Linked DNA regions of Mus musculus: region 1 is linked to region 2. A link is a contact called in public promoter capture Hi-C data. All regions are on one chromosome and are shown on one strand. Each heading gives the region's core, a stretch centred on a gene start, on an enhancer-like site or on the middle of the called end of the contact. The rest is flanking DNA. Distances are from core to core; before and after follow the strand shown.

Region 1 (5,240 bases), core at 311-2,810, 970 kb before region 2:
CAGTTCCCTTCCTCCATCTGACTTATGACTATTCCCCCTTCGAAATGAGATTCAAGAGTCCTCACTTGGGCCATGGAGTGTACTGTGGTACCTGTATTTTGTGGATAATATCCACTTATAATGAGTACATACCATGCTTCTTGTCCTCTGAGAGGCTCCACCCAGCTGCTCACTCAAGATACAGATACCCATAGCCAAACACTGGAAGGAGCTTGGGGACTCTTATAGAAGAATAGAAAGAAGGATTTCAAGTCCCAAAGGGAATAAGAACATCATAGGAAGACCAAATGAGTCAACTAACCCTTAGGACTCTCAGAATCTGAACTACCAAGCAAAGAGCATACATGGGCTGGACCTAGTCCTCCCCTCACATATGTAGCAGATGTGCAACTTGGTTGTCATGCGGGTCCCAAACAACTGGATCAGGGACAATCCCAAAAGCTGTTGCTTGTACATGGGACAGGTTCTTCTAGCTGGGCTGCCTTGTCTAGCCTCAGTGGGAGAGGAAGCACCTAGTGTCGCTGAGATTTGAAGTGTCAGGGTGTGGGGATAGCCAGGGGGATCCCACCCAACTCAGAGAAGGGGATGGGGATGGGGGAAGGATTGTGGGAGGGAGTACCTGGGAGAGGGGCAGTGAACAGGGTGTAAAGTGAATAATAATAATAATAAAATAATTCTTTGTTGGGTGGTGGTGGTGGCCTTTGATCCCAACACTGGAGGAGGCATAAGCAGGTAAGTTTCTGAATTTGAGGCCAGTCTGGTCTACAGAGAGAGTTCCAAAAGGGCCAAGGCTACACAAAGAAACCCTATTTGGGAAAACAAAACAAAACAAACAAACAAACAAACAAACAAACAAAAAAAAACCTTCAATGTCTGGTTAAAAGAGGTAGGCGGGCTGCCACGACAGTTTGTACAAGCTAGGAGCTTACAAATTAGAGCCCCCTCCCCCCGTTTGGACTCTCGAGCATAGTAAGCCTAAATGAAAACCATTACAAGGACAATACAAAAAAGATGCACTTATATGTATTATACATATATCTTATCTAAATCTAGTTTCTCATTGTAAGGAAACAAAAACTGGTATTTTTGGATGGATAGTGGAGAGATTTAACAAAATTTAACCAGATGAATTTGGATTTGTTACTCTGCCCCCTGCATCTAACCTTTGCATTCCTCAAACTGGGAGCTAAATGGTAATCTAGGTGTTTCAGGCTTTAATCTTAGGGCCTACTACAGTCAAAAAATTTCAGGTTTAGTGTACCTTCACTGGGATATCAACAAACAGGGAGACGGCTAGAACCCAGTGTATTTCCTGCTCCTGGAAAACCGCTCCTTGACAGAATGATAAAAAGGAATTTGGAGATAGCTCCCTGTCCCACCTAATTTTTTCACCTAAGCTTATGGATACAGCAGATAGGGTAAGGATTCTAGGCACACAGACCTCATCCTTTCAGCACAACGGCCTCGAGTTGACCAGCCAATGAACTTAAGCCTTGCCTAGCCCCACCCCCCCCACTATGACATCACTTCTGCCAACCTCAGCGTCTGCGCACTATTGCATTACGGCGGAACTATTCTGGCGACGCCTGCTTTGACCCAGGCGGTGGTGGGGAAGGGAAACTGTGTTCTGCAGGATGCGTCACAACCGGAAGTGAAAGGCCGGAAGTGGGGTTGGACAGGTTTTCCCCAGGGGTGGGGAAGCAGAGGCCGTGGAGGAGTAGGGGAGATTAAGAAGCTAGAGCATCCTGGCCTCTACTCCGAGTCTTGTACCGGTTCTCTTAGATCTCTGAGGCTCAGAAAAAGGAAAGGGTGTCTCATCCCGCTTTCTCGCTTTTCGCTTTAGCCATGGCGGAGACAGGGGCCGGGATAAGTGAGACCGTCACTGAGACAACGGTTACTGAGACAACGGTTACCGAGACAACCGAGCCAGTGAGAAAGGCGGGCAGGGGGTCTATTTAGGGGTCTGGGAGGCACTGGGAGGGGGAGGGGGGTTTGGAAAGTTGGTGGGTTTGGGATCTGGGACATCATGTGGGGTTTACTCTTATTGGGAAAATCGCAAGGAACTAAATAGAGATGCTTGGAGCCGCTCAAATGGTTCAAGTGACTGGTCAAGGATTGTTTAATCCGTAGTTACAATTAGAGTATAGGTGTTAAGGCTTGGGGTGGTGGTCTATGTACGTAATAAACGGAAACTGGGTTAAGGAGCCAGAAAGGTACTGGGAGGAAGTGAAACGCCATTTGAGAAGGCGTGGTTTTGGAGGCAAATGTACAGAACGAGTACTTACCAATAGTGCTTACCAATAGATAGTCATGGAATGGGTGCGTGTTAAAGCGGAGGAAATGAGGAAACAAGAAAATAAGGTGAAGTGTGTTTTGGCAGATCAGGGAGGAGAGAAGCAAATGAGCAAACAACTTTTGCAAAAACAAATTGCTTTCAAAGGGAGAAAGATGCGTTGGGTTTGACAATGTCTGGGTTGAAGGAGATTAGTAGTTTAGCAGTTATTACCAGAGATGCCAGAATGTTAAAGAATAAGTGGATAGGATTAGGGAGCCCTGGGCTTGAAGATGAGAGAAGAAAGAATGAAGGCTTTTTTGTAGAAGGAGGGTTTTGGATATTTGTTTTATTTTGATATGTGTGTGTGTGTGTGTGTGTGTGTAGGCCTGAAGTTAACCTCAGATGTCTGAGACATGGTCTATATTTATTTATTTATTTATTTACTTATGATACAGAGTCATTGTGCCTGGAGCTGGCCAAATAGGCTAGTCTGGCTAGCAAGAGATCTGCCTTTTTGCACCACCACCACCACCACATTTGACTTTTTGTTGTTGTTTTTGTTCCCGTGGATACAAGGGATCAAACTCAGGTCTTCATGCTTGCACCAAAAGAGCTTTACCAACAGAGATGTCTCCCCATCCCTGCTTTATTTTATTTTATTTTTTTCTGAGAAAATAGCTATACCATGTTGCAGAGGCCATTTCAGTCTCCCAAGTGCTGAGATTACATACCTCAGTCTCTTTAGAACATGAATAAGAGGTGTGAAGAAGAAAGTGAGATCAAAGGCCAGTCACAGGAAAGGGAGAAAATAACATTCATATATTAATGCCACCAAGGGTGATAGCGTTGGTTGTATCTTAGTTTGCCAATTTGCTGGCACCTTCCCTAGTTTAAGAATTGCCTTCTTTGCATACTATTGGTTATCAAGAACAGGGATTCATACTCTCCACAAACAGGCTGTCCTGCCTCTCCAGGGGCATGATGTGTGTTACTGACTGAGCCAGGGAAGAGAAAAAAGGAGGTTCCATAGGAAACAGGAAAAATCAAGAGGAAGTGAGTCAGATGGGCCCACACCTCTTTTAACTTTTCAGGAGAATCAGAGCCTAACTATGAAACTTCGGAAACGCAAGCCAGAGAAGAAGGTGGAGTGGTCCAGTGACACTGTGGACAATGAGCATATGGGGCGACGCTCGTCGAAATGTGAGTGTGGGTGGCCCAGTGTCCCTGGCCACCATCTCACTGTTGCTTTATAGCTCTATCGAGTTCTTGGTTGGAAAGAAAAATAGGTGGGAATAAAACTATGCGGTACCAACTGCCTGGAGTTAGGGGTGGGGGCGGGGGCAAGCCATGGCAGAATGGGAGTCAGGTTTTTCCGACTCTCTCTTGAATTCCTGGGGGAAGAGGCTAAGGCAGCTGGATTCCAGAAAAGTAGGGAGAGGTTTTCACACAGATCTGGTGGAAATGAAACTGACTGAACACTGCTCTTCATCCTTCTTAGCTGGCTTTCTCTCTCTCCATTCAGGCTGCTGTATTTATGAGAAGCCTCGGGCCTTTGGCGAGAGCTCCACCGAGAGTGATGAGGATGAAGAAGAAGGCTGTAGTCATAAGCACTGTGTACGGGGTCACCGCAAAGGACGGCGTCCTACAACCCCAGCACCCACCCCAACCACTCCTCCACAGCCTCCTGATCCCTCTAAGCCCCCTCCAGGACCTATGCAGCACTAAATCCCTCTCACCATTCATGTGTCTGCCTGCCCCAAATATATCCATCTGACATGGGGACTCCACCCATTGCCTCCGTTCTCCTGCCCCCTTCTTCCGTCTCCTGAGTGATAGAGAAGAGGAAGAGGAGGGTGGATACAGATCCTGGAATTCTGACTTGCTGCTGTTCCAGAACCCAGGCTTCTGGGTTCTCCCAGCCCCTGCTTCCCTACAGTTTGCTCCCATGCCTGGGATCCAGGCATCTTGGTCCCAGTCTATCCCTTTTGTTCTCACTGCCAAACTACCTGTCCTGGGATCCAGTATCTTGGCCACCTGCACCCTCAGCTTGAGTCCCAAGCACTTCAACTGGGTTTTCAACGGTCCCAGCTTTCACTGCCAGGGCTCCAATCAGATGCCAGGCAATCTTGCACCCCAGTTCTGCGTATTAATCCTGGCTTATGGTTCTTCTACTGATGCAGTTTTCCTAAATCTTAGTTCTTGCCTGTGGGATGTAAGGTTGTGTGGAGACTATAGGGTTCCCTGGCCCTTCTGCTCCTCTTACCCCTTATGGCTCTCCAAAGGAGTTAGGAGAGGTCTTTGTCATTCACACCTAATGGAAAGTGGAACCAAAAAAAAAAAAAAAATAGCCATGTCCTGAATATAACATTTCTGACAAAGCTGGCTGAGACCACTGACTTAGAGCCAATGATTTTCTCAGCCTTTAATCTTTGAGCTTCAGCATTGGTGTCCTAGGGGCCTGGGTCCCTAAAAGGAAAGAGGGAGAAAGCAAAGAGATGAGGGGACAGGCCCCTGCAGTATGCTCCTACCCTTTCCTGCCTAGGCTTTGGTGTCTGCCAACCCAGGTGTCTTGCTCTCTCAGCCCTCCCCGGCTGGTGCTAGGATCTGGGTACTGCCCTCCAGGCCTCTGGCTGTGCACAGTACAGAAATCAGCAAAACCCATGGCACCACTTAGATCTCATTTATTGCCACAGATGCACAAAATAAATAACCCAACATTGCACAGTGTGTTAAATACAGGCCCATTTATACACAAGGGAAGGATGGGAGACTATACAGAATGTTTGGGGTGCCTGAGTTGCTCCCGGGTTGAGGAAGGAGGTAGCACCATTAGTTCTTTTATGTGCAAGATAAAGTTCCAAGAGGGTGTTCAATGGGAAAAGGCCACGAGCAGAGGAAACAGTCATAAATGAAAGGTTGAGTATAGACTGGCTTGCATACATATCCTAGAATTTATGTTCTAGGC
Region 2 (4,895 bases), core at 1,804-4,303:
AACTGCTCTGGTCCCAGTGCCCGAGTCCATCCTTTCCCCCGTCTCCGATTCTTCTTCAAGACTGAGATGAGAGAGTGAAGATGTGCCTCTTTCTCCTGCTGCCCTCAGGCCCACATCAGGTGCCCTTGCCAACCAACCTCTCTGTTCCCCAACCCCTGCTCATCCTCCCCCCCCCTGCCCCGCCCCGGACCCCCCCCCCACCACCACCACCACACACACACACTCTCACACACACACACACACACCCGCCAACACCTTCTCTGCAGCTCACTCACCACCACCAGGCTCCTGTGGAGTGCGCGTGTCCCGAGGGAAAGAGGTGAACAAGACAATGTGGAGCTGGGGGTAGCACTGGTGAAAATAATGCTTCCAGGCAACCACGAGAGCCGGCGGGGCCAGGTCCACCTTGTTCAAGACCAGCACCAGGGCCAGCCCAAGCTCTCCAGTTACATACTCGTAAAGTGCTGGTGGGAAGTTCACAACCTGTGACACAATTGATAAGAGGACAGAGTGACAAGAAGCGAGTCAAGAGTTTGCTGACCCCAGCTCCCTGTCACCAGGCACAGCTCTGGCAGAAGTAGATTCTGTGGTGAAAACAGTTAACCCAGCCGCACCAAGCAGGGAAGGCAAAGCAGGTATTAATAACAACCTGGGCAGGCCTCAGGGAGCTTCCTGCAGGTCATGATGAGAGAAATGGAGGCAAGTCTGACAATATCTGAGTGCACTGAGGTGATGACAGTCAGGAACAGGGACAGGGACCAGGTAAGAAGTACACAGCTCTATGCACGCGTGTACATGTCTGTGTTAGGTGTGTATGGCTGTGTACATCATATGTGCATGTGACAAGGATCAGAGATGAATAAAAAGTTCAGCTCCTGAGGCTGGGGTGCGACTCAGTGGTAAAAAGCTCAGGCCTAGTACGAGCAAGATGCAAGGCCCAGGGCTTCATCCTCGGTGGCAGAGCAGAGCAAAACAAAAGGAAATGCAAATGGTGCCATTGCCTGAGGAACACCAAGGTTGACCTCTGTGGCTTCCCAATTCCAAGCATACCGTCTACAAGTGGGATGGCAAGCACCTGCAAATCAGAGCCTTTCACACACACCCACCAAAAGGTGTAAAAAGAGCTCTCTGGCCGGGCGTGGTGGCGCACGCCTTTAATCCCAGCACTCGGGAGGCAGAGGCAGGTGGATCTCCTTGTAGATCCTGGAACTCACTTTTGTAGACCAGTATGGACAGCCAGGGCTATACAGAGAAACCCTGTCTTGAAAGCCAACCAAACAAACAAACAAAGATCTCTCTGCCTTCCAATTCCTGCCTCAGAACACTCTCATACTAGAATCATCCCCTTTCCCCCTTGCAAACCTTTCAAAGTCCTCACCGGATGTCGGATGTCAGTAATGAGCAGGACGATGTCAGACATCTCTAACACCCGCCACAGCTGCCTCCATGTCTGAAAAGATCAGAAGAGAGACTGTCTTCAGTTTGGCTGCTGCCTGAACCAGGACACTAAGATCACAGTATGTCGACTCAGTAAACACGCCACCATCACCTCCAGATTGTGCTCAAAGTAGCTGAGTTTCTCTGAAGTGTATGCCCCGTGTATCTTCCCAAGGTATTCCTGGAAGCTCCGCTCCTCCTGGCTCATTAGCTGTTCCTTGGACATCTCATAACTCCAAGGAGGCCGCCGGGGAAAGTCCAGGACTGGGAAACAAGGAAAGAGACCGGATAAGCATGAGGACTTTTTCTGGACCCCTTCTCTGGCCAGCAAGTTCCCCAGGCTGATGGCATACACAAGTAGCCCCCACTCACCTGAGCCAGGCTGATACACTTCCCGGATATCCAACTCTAACACTTCAGCACTGACCGGCTGCAACACTTGCTCTCTGGCCGCTCTCTTTCTCCTCTCCACCTCCTCCCGGCTGTCCCGTTCAAAATGCAGCCGGTATCTAAGGGGAAAGGGACCACACATCTAGTGGAGTCCTGTGACAAACAATCTCCTCTTCTGACCACAAAACTGCAAAGGTTCCTCTCCTGGTTGTTCAAGTCTCCTCTAAACAAACTCTTGACAGTCCCCATTGGAAGGCAAGAAAGATTGTGGCCCATCCAGGGAGAACCACCTTCCTTGGCTTCCAGCCTCACTAGTTCCACTTTCAATCCTTCATCGGAAGCTTTTCCTAAGGGTGAGGGCGGGGAAACTGCGGCCAGCGCCCTTCTCCTTGGCTTACCGGTTGGGGTCGTAGCCTCTGGGCCCCAGGCCCTGGGAAGGTTGCTGGTTGAGCCTGCGGATATGATGGGTCACGGATTCCCCATCCGACGTGTCCGTCTGCTCCTCCCGCCGCTCCCGGCTACCGCTGCGGCTGTTGGAACTGGAGCGCAGCCCATCTTGGAGCCCTGAGGGGAGGGGCCGGTGACGCCGGTGTAGACCGGTTCTTAGGGGACCTAAAGCCCCCCGAGCCGGTAGGACAAGCTCTTCTTCAGCCGACCCAACTTCTCCAGAGGCTCCATCTTCCCAACCGCGCGCCCCAACCCCGTCCCGGATGGGCCTGGAGGTCGTCACAGCGCCCTGTGGCAGCAGCAGCAGAAGCAGAAGCAGAGTTTCCCATCCCCCACCCTCCACCCCTCCCCGTCCCGCCGCTGCGGGAAACCCCCACCGTGGCAGCCCACGCGGGATCGCGAGAGCCCACCCACCCACCCCCCGCCCGCGGTGCCGCGGCACAGCCCTCCTCCAGAGCTGCGCAGCGGCCCCGCCCCCTCCCTGACCTCGCTTCCGCTCCCGCTTGTCCTGCAGCTGCTTCTTCTTCTGCTTCACGCTGAAGGGCTTCTTCCTCGGCATGGCCCCGGAGCCCCGGCCCGCCCTCCGCCGAGCTCCCCGCCGCCGCAACTGACTCCCCGGGGCAGCCCCCGCCGGCGGCCCGGGGCCCTGGGGAGGCGGGGCCGCGGTGACGTCAGCAGCGAGCGGCGGGGAGCGGGGAGCGGGGCGGCGGGGATGCAAGCGGCGGCACGTGAGAGTCCGCGGGTCCGGGATGCACGGTGCGGCGAGCGGGAGACGCGCGTGGGAGGCCCGAGCCGACTCCGTCACGGGCGCTACCAAGTGGCAGTCGCGGGAGGGGGGACGCGTGTCACCGCCGCCCGGCGCTCCCGGGAGCTGCCACTCACCTGGCGGGGGCCGGGCGACGGGGCGAGGACACGCCCCACCGCGCGGCCGCCTGGAGAGGATGGCCCCTGGCGGGAGAGCCGGGACTGCGCTGGCTGCCCGGTGGACTGGCTGCCCCGTGGACTGGCCTGCGGCAACAGGACTCGGTAAGGAGATTGCGGAAGAGGCAGGTTCACTGGCCACACGTGCGAGCGCGGGTGAGGAGGAAAAGCGAGCGGGACAAGGACTTTTGGAGAGAGGTCAGAGAGCACGGAGTTGTGGCTGTAGTTGTTGCCATGGTAACTGGGGCCCGGATGTGGCGACCTTAGGATGCGACAGGCCTCTCGCGTGCCGCCAGAGTCCCGAAGCCTGTCCGGTGTCTCACTGGAATGGGGTGGTGCTTTCCCACGTGGAGAGGAACTGCACAAGGGGGAGCAAAGCTTCCCCACGCGCGCGGCGGGGTGAGCGAGGCACCTTGTAGGAGCGAACGGCCGCGGCACATCCACGACCTCCCGGAAGTGGCATGGTGGGCGCCTCGGTCACCCGGCCCATCGCCCACCCGGAAGCGGAAGGAAAGCTAGTGTGCCCCTTCCTCACTGCCCTCCAAATCTTGCTGCAGCCATTGCCGCAGCCGCTATGCCGAAACGAAAGAAGCAGGACCAGCCGCCGCCGCTGCCGCAGCAGCAGCAACATCTCGCACTGTCTGAGCGGGACGAGCCTGGAGATGAGGAGGATGAGCGCCCCATGGGTGAGGGGCAGGGCGTGCACACGCCTGTCAGCCGGCCAGGGGGCTAGGATAGAATGAAATGCGGGGGAGGAGGTGCCAACGGAAGGAGGAAGGGCGCACGCGTGGAGGTGGGGTGGGACGTGGTGGGGGAGGGATGCTGGTGGAACCTGGATTGAGGGCTTCGCTTGCTTGAACCCTCAACCTCAATCTGGCTCCTAATCCTTTCTGGAGAAGGCAGGGGAGGTGGCGGCTCGGCTAAACATCTGGCTTGCGCAACCGCAGAATGGCGGGGGGAGAGGGGTGGCAGCGATGTTACAGATTGTGATGATCGGGAAGACAATTTGTGACCACACTTCCACTGGTTAGGTCAACCTTCTGTGAACTACTCCCCCGAGGGAAGGAGAGGAGAAAAAAACTATGATGGGCCAACAGTTAAGGTGAGGGATTGGGGTACGTGGAATCACTGGCATGTTGTGGATGCAGCACTGTGAGGAAAGAGCTGTTAGAGACCTCTGTTACCCTCTGATGGACTCTCAAACAACTCTGCAGAGGGACGGGCAGATGGACGGGGTGAGAGTTTGCGGCACTGCTGAGTGGATATATGACTTACCTGGTTAAAAACTGAGTGTTATAAGACCACGTAAGGACGAGGTGATCAGTCCTTTGCACCGTTCTGATGGCTGTTTTCTCACGTCTGCTCTTAGGACCACCCAGCCTTCTGGGCCCTCCCCCCATGGCTAACGGGAAGCCTGGTGATCCCAAGTCAGGTGAGGAGAAATTGGGCCCTGATTCATGTTTTAAGCCCTGGAGAAGGGATGGACCCCTAAAGACTTAAACAAAAGCCCAGGGATTGTGTGTACCTAAATGAGGGATCATATATTAACCGTTTGGAAATACGGTGTTGTCAAAATGTTACTTTCCTTCCAGATTAACTCCTAGGTCTGTCTTTATTTGTGTGTAGAAATAAATGTTCTCCATTATAGAGGCTCTAAATGGGACACTACCAAGACCAAAGTGAGAGGGCATAGCAAGATT

The links. Promoter capture Hi-C pulls out the DNA fragments that hold promoters and counts their contacts.
Region 1: a promoter capture Hi-C map of pre-B cells shows a contact between it and region 2. The contact joins the promoter of Ppp1r11 here to the promoter of Gnl1 in region 2. A contact is called at or near these places in 10 of 39 promoter capture datasets (the 3T3-L1 cell line, 3T3-L1-derived adipocytes, the C10 cell line and 7 more), 1 of 484 Hi-C or Micro-C datasets (rod photoreceptor) and 2 of 115 datasets of contacts at active chromatin or transcription factors (astrocytes and embryonic forebrain).

Annotation. Positions count from the first base shown.
Region 1 is chr17:36,948,112-36,953,351 of GRCm38.p6, reverse strand. Ppp1r11 (protein phosphatase 1, regulatory inhibitor subunit 11) reads left to right here and starts at 1,560. Exons shown (of 3, transcript NM_029632.3): 1 at 1,560-1,929; 2 at 3,367-3,475; 3 at 3,798-4,997. The coding sequence starts at 1,846. The coding sequence ends at 4,000.
Region 2 is chr17:35,978,113-35,983,007 of GRCm38.p6, reverse strand. Gnl1 (guanine nucleotide binding protein-like 1) reads right to left here and starts at 3,053. Exons shown (of 12, transcript NM_008136.2): 1 at 2,761-3,053; 2 at 2,226-2,391; 3 at 1,810-1,946; 4 at 1,550-1,701; 5 at 1,379-1,450; 6 at 276-483; 7 at 1-61. The coding sequence starts at 2,833. It overlaps Prr3 (proline-rich polypeptide 3), which reads left to right and starts at 3,713. Exons shown (of 4, transcript NM_145487.4): 1 at 3,713-3,881; 2 at 4,565-4,627. The coding sequence starts at 3,770.